2 separate regions of the Zea mays genome follow, and region 2 is linked to region 1. The links are chromatin contacts, called in public Hi-C maps. All regions are on one chromosome and are shown on one strand. Each heading gives the region's core, a stretch centred on a gene start, on an enhancer-like site or on the middle of the called end of the contact. The rest is flanking DNA. Distances are from core to core; before and after follow the strand shown.

Region 1 (6,588 bases), core at 1,191-3,690:
TTAAGTAGTCATTCTAAACATCGAGCTTCCCACTTTATAATATAACTATATATATCATAAATCCGATCACACGTTGTATTGCGTCTTGACCGACAAAACAAAATGCCATAGTTATATTTTTTCTCTAAGTCCTTGCATTTTGCTTCTCCTTCCACTTTTCGTTTTGAACACTTGATTAATTTTTATGGACATTACCATCCTTTTCATAGTCATTGTTCTTGCTCAATCTTGGATGTGAACCTAACCAAGCCCATTCACAATACTAGAGTAGAGATTAGTCCAATAGTTGTCTCAAATACCAAAATCACACATGAAGCTTTCATAAAAGCCTAGAACAAAGGATCAAAATTAAAGAAAGAAAGTTTATATAACTCCCTAAAGTATTTAGGATGGCCTACAAAACATATGAACTATAAAACCATGTGTTATATACACTAAACTTTGTGAAATTAGGTAAACAACCGCGTGAAGTATCCAAGGTGGTCAACCACATCAACAAAGGTAGCCAACATGGAGTGTCGCATATGGAAAACCATCCAATGGATTATTTGCTCGGTTTTATGAAGTTTAATGTGTATAGTAACTGACATTACAATTTAAGTGATGTTTGGTTCACATATTTGTAACGCGAATGATAATCGGTAGCGTTAAACCATGTTTGGTTAAGTTCAACCGTAATAAGACACCACACTAGAACATTTACGTTACATTCAAATGTATTTTATGAATCATAATGTAAATCATCAAACGACTATGTAGACATTTTACGTTAATTAAGTGTGAATCATCATTGTTACTATTTACGTTACATTTTATGAACCAAACGACTATGTAGTCGATGACATATCATGTGCAATCAAATGTATTGACGTAATTAGTAAACATAGTGGATTGGACGAGGATGAGAAGCAAAGGGCTGTGTCTAATAAGGCCTCGTTTGGTGTTTGGTTTGAGAGACTAAAGATTAGTCCTTTAATTTTAGTGTCATTTAATTTCTAAATTGCCAAACGGTGGGACTAAAACATGGACTAAACTGTTTTAGTCTCTAGTTCCTCAAGGGATGACTGAAAGAGACTAAAACCATATAAATTCCACAATTTATATCTTCTTTATTTTGCACTAATAATAGAAGAATACTAAGGAGTATTTTGGTTATCTTATGATTTATTTAATGTATTTTGGATAGTTTTAGTTTATAGAAACAAATATGGTAAGAACTAAATTTTAATTTCCTAACTAAACTTTAATCCATGTACTAAAGAAACCAAACGTCCCCAAGTTGGAACACGACTCTCCGGCCGACCAATGTCCTAGAGCTTGACGCTCCGCGCCGCTGCCTCCTCCCTCCCTGTGCTGCGGTTGCGGCGCGCAGTGATGAAACGCCCCGAGGCAGGCAATAGTCGTTCGCGCCCCGAGGCCGACCGCGGCTGAGATGGGATCGCATCTTTTCGTTAACTTTTACTCTGACGATTCCTGCGGAGGGCGCTGCACCGTTCTGACGCCGTGCGTGTTGGTCGAAATGGACAAAAATTTAAAAATCCAAGCGGCCTAATAAATTAGTCTGTACTAGCGATTACTTTTTTGACCACTTTGTCCTCTTGCGGTGCGAAAGATAAAAGGTGGAAGGCATGTCGGGGGGAAAAACGAGAATAAAAGTACAGATGGGCAAATATACTCGAGTTCGATCAAATATAAAAATATCAATATATATGATATGCAATTGATATCATTAGATAGACCATTGAATATATCTCTATAATAAATTTATCACAAATACTTTCTTTATCGTAAAATAGTCCCCGATCTTCTTTATACGAGTCAACTACGTGTAATATTGATGAAATATATACAAGCTATTAATATTATTAGATTAGATAGCCAGTAACTACTTCAAGACCATGCAAATATTTCTATAGGTTTAAGCTAAACACGTTTTGACAGCGAGATAAAAAAATGGACCGATGGAGAGTAGATTCTGCAGTTACGGTAAGACGGGGCTCCGACAAACATCACGGCATCCAATCACGTGACATCACATCATATCCAAATTCATGCGGGACGACTGTGCATGAGCTGTAGCATGCCACGCAAACTCCAGTAGGATACGAGAGCAATGAATGGGTTTTCCATGTGGCATGTGCGATGCCATCACCCTTGATGCACGGCACACCTTCTACCGACTGCTGGGCCTGGGCCTGGGCCCCGCTACGAATATACTAGTTGTGGCGAGAAGTCGCTCACGCACGAGCGCCAGCTGGTTCGGATAAAGCGGGGAGCCCCGCGACACAAGTAAACACTGACGAGTCTGTATTTATCAGAACAGTATTTTGAGATTTAAAAAAACGTAGCAAAATTTACTGACACGGTGGGACCTGCCGCGCGACCGTGGCAGCGGCTATATATAAGGCGGCGGCCTGTCTAGTAAAGCGCGTGCCCAGTGTCTGACAACGCGCCCCAACCCCAACCCCAACCCAGCGGTCCCAGTCCCCCCTCCGTTCTCTCTGCACTCTGCAGCTGCCGGTGCCGGCCATGGCGCGCGCCCCGAGCTCGTGGACGCCGTCCCTCGCCATGGTGCTCCTCGTCGTGGCCGCCGCGGCCGTGGTCGCGTCGTCGGAGGCGGCCAGGGTGCCCGCCGCCGTCGGCAACTGGACGGGGGAGGAGCTGCGCGGGGCCGCGGCGAGGCGGGGCGGCCGGCGCTCCCGGCGCCGCGCGTTCGAGAACGGCCTCGGCCGGACGCCGCAGATGGGGTACGTACACACTCGCCGCCAGCCCGCCATCGCTTGCAGCGCAGCGCTGCTGCTATACCTTCCTCCGCCGGCCGCGCGCGGCGCCATTACCGCCGTAGCTGCACCTCCTCTTCGTTCCCGGTTGCGTTTTTTTTGTTTGTTTGTTTGTTGCCGCGCCATCGTCGTGGCGTGGGCTGTGGTGCCCTGCCCGCCCAGTTGATCTCTGCACGCGCCCACAAATGGCACCACCAACAAACAGTCGAGCAGCACCAAACGAGTTTGTAATCAAACAAACGAATAAATAAATAGATCCAGGGAAGAAGAAAAAAAAGGGAACGTAGACGCTGGACGGTGCTCGGGCGGAGGCACCGAGGGGAACCGAGACGAGATGAACTCTTTTGGGCGCGTGGTGAGGGAGGGAGTCAGGGAGGGAACGGACATGTCCTTGGCTTGCGTCGGAAGCGAGACGGGGTCAGGGCCGCCGTCAGGGTCAGTCGGCGTCCCGTTCGCCGCGCTCAGCGTCGGCAGACTTTTGCTGCTTCGTGTTTGTTGGCTTTCATTCTCCGTTGCCTTCCTGAGTCCTGACCCAGCGTTTAATAAAGCCACTACTTTTGTTCCTTGCCTTCCGGCATGGCTCAACTCGCGCGCGCCCCCTTCTTGCTCCGTGGCGTTTGGGGCGATAGATTCATCATTCGTTTTGGCTCTGGCATGCGTGAGCGGCACGATTACTTTGCATGCTACTACTGTAATGTACACTGGTCAGATAACCTAGCTCTCTATAGCTAGGAGGACGCGGTCGAGGTGTGGGTGTGGTGGTCCTTTATGTGTCTTTTCTCTAGTCCTTGACGGCAACTGGGACATCCGTCCCTTTAATTTTGAGAGTGAAACCTTTTTTTTTGCCCCCCTCATTTTCCGAAAGAAAAGCAAACATTGACCTTTTGGGTCTCCGTTGTGGTGTGCAGGTGGAATAGCTGGAACCACTTCGGCTGCGGGATCAACGAGAACCTCATCAAGCAGACAGGTACGCACGCCTGCCTGCCTGCCCCACCCACTCCGCGTCTCCATCCGCAACTCCGAGCGAGCCACGTTTGCTTGCGTTTGCTGGTACCGGTAGTAGTAGTGGTACTAGTCTTTTTTGCGAGCGAAATGCGGGCGAAGGGAGGAAGAAGAAAAAAACTCTTTTTTTCCCGCTTTTGGCTTTTGGGTATCGACTTCGGCACGCACGTCTCGTCGGTCGGTCGAGTTCGGGGTGGCACTGGCATGGCAGGCATGTTAGCGTATCAGCAAATTCGGCGACGCGCTCCCGCCCGCGCGAGAGGATCCTGTCCCGCCTCTGTCCCTGTCCGCTCTCACCCGCCGTCGTCCTCCTCCTCTAACTCTAAGAGATGGACAGCTAATGCGACCTTTTTTTTCCTTCTTTTTCCCGTACCTTGTCTGGGTTAAATTACTTACAACCACGCATGGCGCTGCCTGCGTGTGCAAAGCTGCATCGCCATCACCTATTCCACCGCACCGTGTAGGCGCCTCCGCGCCTTATTTTTTGTTTAGTTATTACAAGCAGCAGAAAAAAGACGAAAGAAAGATGCCTGCGTGTCTCTATTTTTTAATTAATTGTTCATGTGCATTGGGGACCCGGCCATCGGCGGCAGCGCGACTGACTGATGTCGTCGTCCGTCCGTCAGTCCGAAAATTATCTACTACTAGTTGCTACAGCTTGTCGTTGGACGTTTCCTACGGAGCTCGCAAGCAGCAAAATGAAGTGGCAGTCATGCATTGGACCCAGGGCGGGAGAGGGGAGGACAAAACCAGATCCGCCGCACCGCACATCAACCAGATACGGTGGTGGTCCGTGCGTGGAACGAACCTGAGAGAGAGCGAGAGAGAGAGAGAGAGAGAGAGAGAGAGAGAGAGAGACGTCTGAGCCGACAACAGGAGCTGGGCCAGTCAAGAGCCTGAGTGCCTGAGACTAGCCAGCTCCTAACGCGACAGGCGCAGATGCAGATCATGCACACCTGCTCCCCTCCCCTTGGACTGTTTGTCCCCTATACCAGCTCCATGTAGTTGGTGGTTGAAGCAGGGCACATGCTGACATGCCCCGTGACCGTGCCGTTGTATCAGAATAATGCCAAGGAGATGGTACCTTAGCGTAAACCTTCTCCAGTCAGCAATTCGTGTTCGTTCGTTCGTTCACAGACTCGCCATCGTTATTGATTGCATGCATATTTGGTTTGCTCAGTTCTGCTCTGACGGCCTTTTCTTTTCCCTTCAGCTGATGCGCTGGTCAACACCGGTCTGGCGAAGCTGGGCTACGAGTATGTCAACATAGGTGCGCACCGTGTGTGAACTCATCAACCTCATTTCGTGCCTGACGCCTGCAGTAGTACATTAGCCTAGTGCTTATCTTGAAGGCTTATTATCCATATATCTTCTTTCAGATGATTGCTGGGCGGAGTCTGACAGGGACTACCAGGTAAACCGGATCAAGTTTGCCCCTGCAGACGCAGCACGCTAACCCGCTAACCACCGCCGCAATCGTTTTCAGCACTAATAATGGGGAGAGAGGAACTTGTAGAAAGCACAATCGTAAATGGAGAGGAACTCGTCATTATCTGGCTCCTAGAGAACTCTAAAACCTTTTTTTTAGATGCATATATGCTAATCAGGATTTTAAAAACAGAAAGAACTAGTATGTGGACTGTTTTGGAGTTATAATGAGTGATTGAAGTCATTTCCCCCCCTCTTATTCTTACAGGATGACTACATTTCACTTTAGTACTGCCGGTCCGTCGCTGCTGAGTACTGACGAAATGCTGCGTTGCTATTTTCTCAGGGAAGCTTCGTTGCAAACAGACAAACCTTCCCCTCTGGCATCAAGGCGCTCGCGGACTACGTGCACGCCAAGGGGCTCAAGCTTGGCATCTACAGCGATGCTGGGTACGCTACGCTGCTACCTGTGTCCAAAAAAAAAAATCAGTTTTGTTATGATACAGCCAATGTAATAATTTGCAACAGCAGACCTGGAACTGAACCGGCACCGTTGGTTGCAGGACACGGACGTGCAGCCAGAAAATGCCAGGGTCACTTGACCACGAGGAGCAGGACGTGAAGACATTCTCGTCCTGGGTACGTAGAAACCTCTCCCTCTCTCTCTGTCGCTTGCTTCCCTGACGATTCTGAGTTGCTGGTGTCCTTCTAACGCTTCTTCTCTCGGCTCCAGGGTATCGATTATCTGAAATACGACAACTGCAACGACGCCGGCAGGAGCGTCATGGAGAGGTAAACAAAACAAGAAGGGTGCCTAGCTTGAAACAACTGCATGCGTTGAAGGTCGATGCGTCGGGCATCGCGCGCGTGCCGGATTGCTCGGTGACTCGTGGTTGTGGCTGTTGCAGGTATACGAAGATGAGCAACGCTATGAAGACGTATGGGAAGGGCATCTTCTTCTCGCTGTGCGAATGGTGAGTTCCTTTGATTTCCTCCCTAGCGACGACACTCCTGTCCGGTCCGGAGGGAGGAGTAATGTTGCTGGAGTGGTGCTGATCTCTTCAGCTGTGCATCATCTTCTTTTATAGGGGGAGGCAAAACCCTGCTACCTGGGCAGGCGGCATGGGGAACAGCTGGAGAACGACCGATGATATCGCCGACAACTGGGGCAGGTGCTGTATGTTCCACTCTAAATCTCCTCTGGAGTAGCTAATTAACAGGGCTAATCACTCACAGACAGTTACCATCATGGTTTTTCAGCATGACGTCTCGTGCAGACCAGAACGACAGGTGGGCTTCCTACGCCGGACCTGGCGGGTGGAACGGTAAGAGCGCTCCGGCACAGGAAGATTCTGAGTTCGTGCCTAAACGCTCGTGG
Region 2 (6,588 bases), core at 2,317-4,816, 300 kb before region 1:
AGACAAGATTGGACACATAAATTAACTTCTGAAATGCCTGCAAAAAATTCGACATGGTTATAACATGGGCCAACAGGAAGTTCCAAACATCTCATTCATATATCAAAGCATAGACACTTGCCCGTCTTTGTTCCATGTCAGCATCACGATCACTCGTTTCCAACCTCTCTCTGTATATGCGTCTACCAATCTAGTACAACAATCAAAGAGGAAAATGTACCTTATTGGCATAAAACATAGAGAATGTGGGAAACAAAGACGAAAACAATAAGAGCATAGGAGATAGATCGGGAGGCAATACCTCCATGTGCATGTTAGCAGCATCTACATCATCAAGCCCAAGAGCACTTTTAAATTTTATAATTGCCTGAACCTCTGTACCTTTGAGATCTTCATCTCCTGGAGGAAGTACTGAGTAAAGATACCTGCATAAAAGCATGGTCAGGAAAAGGATGACCAAATAACTGCCCATCTGATCTAGATGCTAATACATGACTACATGAGTATTGTATACATGAGTTCAGTTGTACCCAGGCAAGATTGTTGACATCCATCCACGAAACTGAAAGGCTGTCATTAAAAGTTGGAGACACCACCCAAATGCACAAATACAAATTCCACAACCAACACCACCAAACAAGCTTGGTATTTGCTTGTGTTGTGCATATTAGCTCTGGCCACAGAAGGCAATTTATGAGGAATATGTTGGATTGATGGTTCGTTAGTAGGTAGCTCACTAGGCATGTGAATTGCCCTGTACAGAGAACAACAGTTTGTTCCCTAACCGGACCAGCTGACCCCACATTGTGTTACTATCCACTTATCCCTCCCCGCTCCTTCCCCTAACTGACCCAGGCAAACAAGAAAGCTAGCTGCCACAACATGGGCATGATGGCACATGGACATGCAGGTGGCCGTGACGAGCGCATGACTTGACAACCACCACTCACTGGTATGCTAGCCTCAGCTAGTGCACCAGTGTTATCAACCCATCCGATTAGTCATCCCAATCAGTATCCTGGACTTGACTAGGGGCTACGACTCATTTAGGTCAAGTAGTTTTCTTGTCATCCGATTAGTCATCTGACTAAGAGGTGGATGACCAGAAACATAATGGAATTGCCAAACAGCTTAGGACATAGGCTGCAACTGGGATAGCATAATTCACTAAGGCCCGTATTGTTTAACCCAATTTGCAGGCCTACATGCAGCCACCACCCTAGAGTTATCTTCCTGCTTGATTTATACTCCAGACATATAGTACATCAGTACATATTTGGTATATTAGTTTAGTCCTGATATATATAGGACGACTAGGACCAACTAGTCACCTGGTTGGTCCCATGGCGACTAAGATCAACTAGATGACTTGATAACATTGTAGTGCACTGACAATGACAAGCTGTTACTGACGCTTTTGTGGGCTGCCAATATCAAAAGCGTCGGCGCCAGGATCCAGCCCAAGAAGTAGCAGGCGCAAGACAGGAAAGTAATCAAGGGGCAGCAGGCGGAAAACAGGAAAGTGACCAACAACGTGGCTAGAAATCGAGTTAGTTGGAAAGTTTTATTCTAGGGAGATATGCATTAGTTTACTTCCAAAATAAGTTATTCAGTTCCTATTTTTGTGGCTGCCTCATACTATAAAGGCAGACCCTAGTTTGTATTAGGAGATCATCGAGGAATGAAGTCTCCCTGGAGTTCGGCAGGACTACCTCGGTCATCGTGGCTCGGCAAGCTGCCAGCCGTGGTGATGAAGTCCGCCAAACTAGCCACTGTTCCTACCCCTTGCGATCTGTCCCTGGTTACCATGCCGTTTCTTCAGTAAACACAAGAAGACACCGAACAACAAAGTGTATGTTCTGGTTTGAGGCAAAAACTCTGGGTTTTCTATTCAGAAAACTGAAATTTTGCTCACCAAATATACAAACCCAAAACACCAAATAAACTGAGTGGCCGGCTGACTGCGCCTAATAGCAATAATTTATTTGCTTGCCTGGGTCCCTTAATATAGATTAAAAAAACAGAGACCAATTGCTTCTTAATATATAGTCAATAGTATGATTACATCTAGAGGATTATGGTTATTCCTTTTTCCTGCAATTGTTTGCAGAAACCTTCGTGCCTCCAACTAGTGTAGTATGCAGGGGGCAACAGGTAGTGAGTAGTGAGTAGCACAACACTAGTTATGCCCATGGTTATCAAGTTGGTAGGACGAAGCGGGGCGATTGAGATTTACTACCACCTTACGCTTATAAGCGACTAAAGCGTGAGGTGAGGTGACACCTTAAGAATTTAAGAAAACTTAATGCACACAAGCACATGTGCCAGCTGGGGAAAAAACAAGAGCACCGAGAAGCACACCTGGCATACAAGTCACAGAGCTCTGCTTTGAAGGCGTCATCCTGTGTGCTAACTCCATATCTAAAATTAAAATTGCACATTATAAGAATATATGAAGAGGAGCAACAGCAACATCAATAATTAGCCTCCAAAAGAGATAACGGGAACTGATTATGCAATTTAGATTCCCAAGAAACCAAAAAAAAACTTACAAATATGGAAATTGTATATAACTTCTTTTAACATACATGTAACTAGCTAAACCAAAATTTACTTGCATTCCAACAATCAATGGGACTATGGGGGAACCAAATAAACAAGCGTGCAAGAATTATTGGAAATGGAGTGGGGAGACAAGTGCGTATCACAATAAAAGGCTGAGCTAATCACAGTACTATATTATGTCTGCAAGTACTAATATTTAGTTCATGAGCAAAATAAAAACCTCAACTAAGGGGCACTTCATTGGATCCAGGTAGCTCACTACCAAATATAAGAATAACGTCAATGCTGCAACAAGACTACCAGGAGGCAACACAGCAGTAGCTCGAACCATTTCACCAATAAACTCAATGCTGCAACAAGACACGAGAGCTACTCACTTCTTCGCGATTGCCTCCACCTCGCCGTTGTCCAGGTTGGTGGGGTCGTCGTGGCCCGCGACGTAATTGTGCAGCCCCACGGCGGCGACCTCTGGGACCACGGAGTTCACCGCAGCTGCTCCCGCCACGCTGGCCGCGCAGAGCACTGCCGCCCCCGCCACCGCCACGGCGCGCGACCCGCCACCCGCGCGGAGCCCGATGCCGTATCCCGCCGCCACGGCTGCCGCGGCGACGGCCAGTTCCGCCGCCGTCCGCGCTGCGGGCGGCAGCGCCTCCACCAGCGGCTGGATGCCCGTTAGCTCCCGCCGCGCGCCGAACACCTCCTCGCCAGGGGAAGTCTCGCCCGCGTCAGCGGCAGCCGCGCGGAGCCGGAGCCGGAGCCGCAGCGCCGCCGCTGCGGTCCTCCGCGGCGGGAAGCGGAGGAGCGGGAATGGTTTAAGCGGCGAGAAGATAAGTGGCGGGAAGGCCCCCGCCGCCCGAGGCGAGGGCTTCGCGGAGGCGAGCGCCAGCTCCATGCCCGGTAGAGATCCCTGCTGCCTCTGCGGACGGGGGTGGGGACACCTCCTCCTCGGCGGCGGCAGGGCCGGTGGGGTAGGGTGGGATGTGATGGATTGGGGAGGGTGGCGGACGAGGTGGAAGAGGAGGGGGGCGCGGCGAGGGCAGCGGATAGCGTTGGGATGGGGTGGGGGATTGGTGCGGCGGGGCGAGGGGCGGCTGGACCAACACAAGGGTTTGCCTTGCCGCTTGCGCGGGCGCGGCCGTGATCCCTCGCCTATTTCAGACGTTTTCTCCTCTCGTTCCGTGGTACATGGTCGACTGCTCGCTTTGCTGGCTCCTGGCCTGGCTGCGGTCGCGCGCCACGACTGGGAACATGGCCGTACTCACGGAACTCAATGCCTTAAAATTAAAATCTGTTGTTCTACTACTATATATATAATAATATACCGTGATTTCGGATCATAATAATAATAATAATGGTTGCTGTGCGTTTCTTTATCTTTAACAAATTTAACAAAAATAAATATCTCTTGTGTTCGTTTACCAGATCGCGGAGATCAGCATGTGATTGTCCATTTGTCCTTACTAAACCAAAACAAAGGCAGGTCGCTTCTCCTTCTGAACTTATCTCACGTCCTAGGTCATCCTTCGACAGTCGGCCAATAAAGCCCAATAAGTAATAATTCTCACCACGGACGCAGACGCATGCACCGCAGTCCACACTAAGGCTATCTCTAGCCAAGCATGAATAGACATGTTTTTGCACTATAGATTGTATTATTTATATAGTAGAGTTTAAAATAGTGAGTGAAATAGAAAATGAGATAGATAAGCTGCTAGATATAGCTTGAGCAACTCCAAAGTCTTTAAAAAATCTCCCCTAAAACTATGTATTAAGGGTTTTCCTAAAATTGTTTTCCCCTCAAAATGGTATCATCTCACAACAGTTCCCCAGTACATTAGAGTTGATTGAGTTGCCTCGGAACTCATCATGTGATCAGCTTATGTTATTCTGAATACCTGAACACAATATTATCTTCCAAACACAATCATATTTCGTGCTTGACGAATGAGGTTTAGTATTCCATTTGTGCTCAACAAAAACAAGCATCGCTTATTGTGTTAACTGCAAGTTACTGAATAGAAAGCATCAGTAATCTACAAGTGTTAATGATAATTTTTTAGTCAAGCCATCGGTTATTCTAGGAAGACACACATTGATTTTGGACTGACTACCTCTTTTTTTTAAAAAATCTAGACCTGATTATCATCGTATTCTCATGTTATTGTGTTCCCAGTTTCATGGTAAGAATCGTAGCAATGACTACAACACTCCATGAATATATGATAGATACAGTATAGTTAGGGACTAGAGTAACTAAGCATTAGATTCATACCAGCATGTTCAAAGGCTGCATAGGGGGGCGCTGCAAGGGTATTGCTCCACCAGTGAATCTGAATCTTCGCCGCCAGGGCTGCCATCGGAGGACATGGAGGTCCTTGTCAGCGGCAGCGCTCTGGAAACTTAGGGGGTGTTTGGTTTGAGGAATTACTCCATCCAAAATGTGGTGGTGCATTATGGATTCATTTCTCAAATTTGGTAGGATGATTTTATTCCTTATATTAGTACTAATTAAATAATTATAAGGAATAAGGTGATGGTGGATCAACTCAATCCATTCCACAAACCAAACAAAAAAGTGAGGAGTGAAAATATAATGAACTAGCTCATTACTCAAATCAAACAGCTTATTAGTAAATGCTGATCCATTAGTGTAGGTGCCGGTGAAGGCAGCGACGGCCCTGAGGGGAGGCGCGCGGGGCGGTCGCCCCGGGCCCCCCGCGATGATGGGCCCCACCCCTGAGACTATATAACTAGGATATGGAAACAAATCGGCAAGTAGCAGATCACGGAAAGGAGGAAGGAGCGGATCACGGAAAAAGATAGGAAGCAGAAACAGAAACGCCGCCAGGAAGCCCAGAAGCAGAGCAGATCGCGTTCCGGCGTTCGCTTCATTAACTTGCCTCTGCCTCCGTTCATCGCCTCAGGGCTATCGCCGGCAGCCGCGACCCACGTCCTCCTGGACTCCTCGTCTCCTCCCGCAGCCCCGCACCATCGCGGCCTCGCGGGCTCGCGGCGCAGACGCGCAGTGACGGCGCCCAAACCCCAAGAAACGGCGACTGCCGACCCAGCAGCAGAGAGAAGAGAGAAACGGCAATTCGGCAAAAGGGAAAAGGAACGCCGACCCAGCAGCCATATTTTATTATCAGCTCTTGCTCTTCGTTCGATGTAAGCCAGACACTTGTCGAAATTTCTGTACTAAGTACTCCATAATCAGTAATAATTCTTTAAGTTTATTATTGTAACTAATCAATAGCTTTAATTCATAATTTTATTTTTTTAATTTCAGCATATAGTCATGTCATCTAGAAAGTATCCATCCGGTTCTGAGAAAAGAAAGAGGAAGAAACGAGCAGATGAGTTCATAGAAACACAGAGAGGAGCTATGGACAAATTTTTTCCTAGTAATTCAAGAACTTCAAGGAATCAAAATGAGATGGCTGTAGTTGCTATAGAGGAGCAACCTGATAATAACCCAGAAGATCAGGGCTTTACACCAGAAGAAAATATTGACACCGATAGGAATGATAACAATGTGAGTGATCATGAGCCTATGGTTAATTCACCTCCTACAGAAAATGCTAGTGTTGATGAACAACCTGTTTTTACTGAAGATATCTATGATCCAAGAAATTGGGATAATCTTGATAACAAGTCGAGGGACATATTAGTAGAGAAGGGACCCATCAGAGATGAAAATATTGAATTTCCTTTGGATACCAATGGCAGACATTTTTCATATACTCATTACTCTAGAAAGATGAGCAATGGAGAAGTTTATTATAGAAAGTGGTTGGTATATTCTAAACACGTTGATAGAGTGTTTTGTTTTTCATGCAAGCTTTTCAATACAGAAAACTGCAAGAGTTCATTGGGTCATGAGGGGTTCAGAGATTGGAGGCATATTAATGAGAGGTTGAAAGAACATGAGGGTAGTATACAACATATTATAAGCATGAACTCTTGGAATGAACTGAGGGTGAGGCTTGGTAAGCATGAAACAATTGACAAAAACATTCAGCAACA

What was found. Hi-C and Micro-C count contacts between places; a contact is called where the count stands out from the background.
Region 2: a Hi-C map of ear shows a contact between it and region 1, with 2.5 times the contacts expected there. The contact joins the promoter of LOC100273973 here to the promoter of LOC100274554 in region 1. A contact is called at or near these places in 4 of 25 Hi-C or Micro-C datasets (bundle sheath, ear, leaf and 1 more).

What each region holds. Positions count from the first base shown.
Region 1 is chr1:233,756,550-233,763,137 of Zm-B73-REFERENCE-NAM-5.0, reverse strand. LOC100274554 reads left to right here and starts at 2,440. Exons shown (of 15, transcript NM_001148909.1): 1 at 2,440-2,747; 2 at 3,689-3,747; 3 at 4,996-5,052; 4 at 5,162-5,196; 5 at 5,557-5,660; 6 at 5,774-5,849; 7 at 5,944-6,002; 8 at 6,119-6,184; 9 at 6,299-6,382; 10 at 6,471-6,535. The coding sequence starts at 2,530.
Region 2 is chr1:234,058,277-234,064,864 of Zm-B73-REFERENCE-NAM-5.0, reverse strand. It overlaps LOC100273973, which reads right to left and starts at 3,566. Exons shown (of 15, transcript NM_001360507.1): 1 at 2,943-3,566; 2 at 2,362-2,421; 3 at 302-425; 4 at 122-190; 5 at 1-37. The coding sequence starts at 3,457.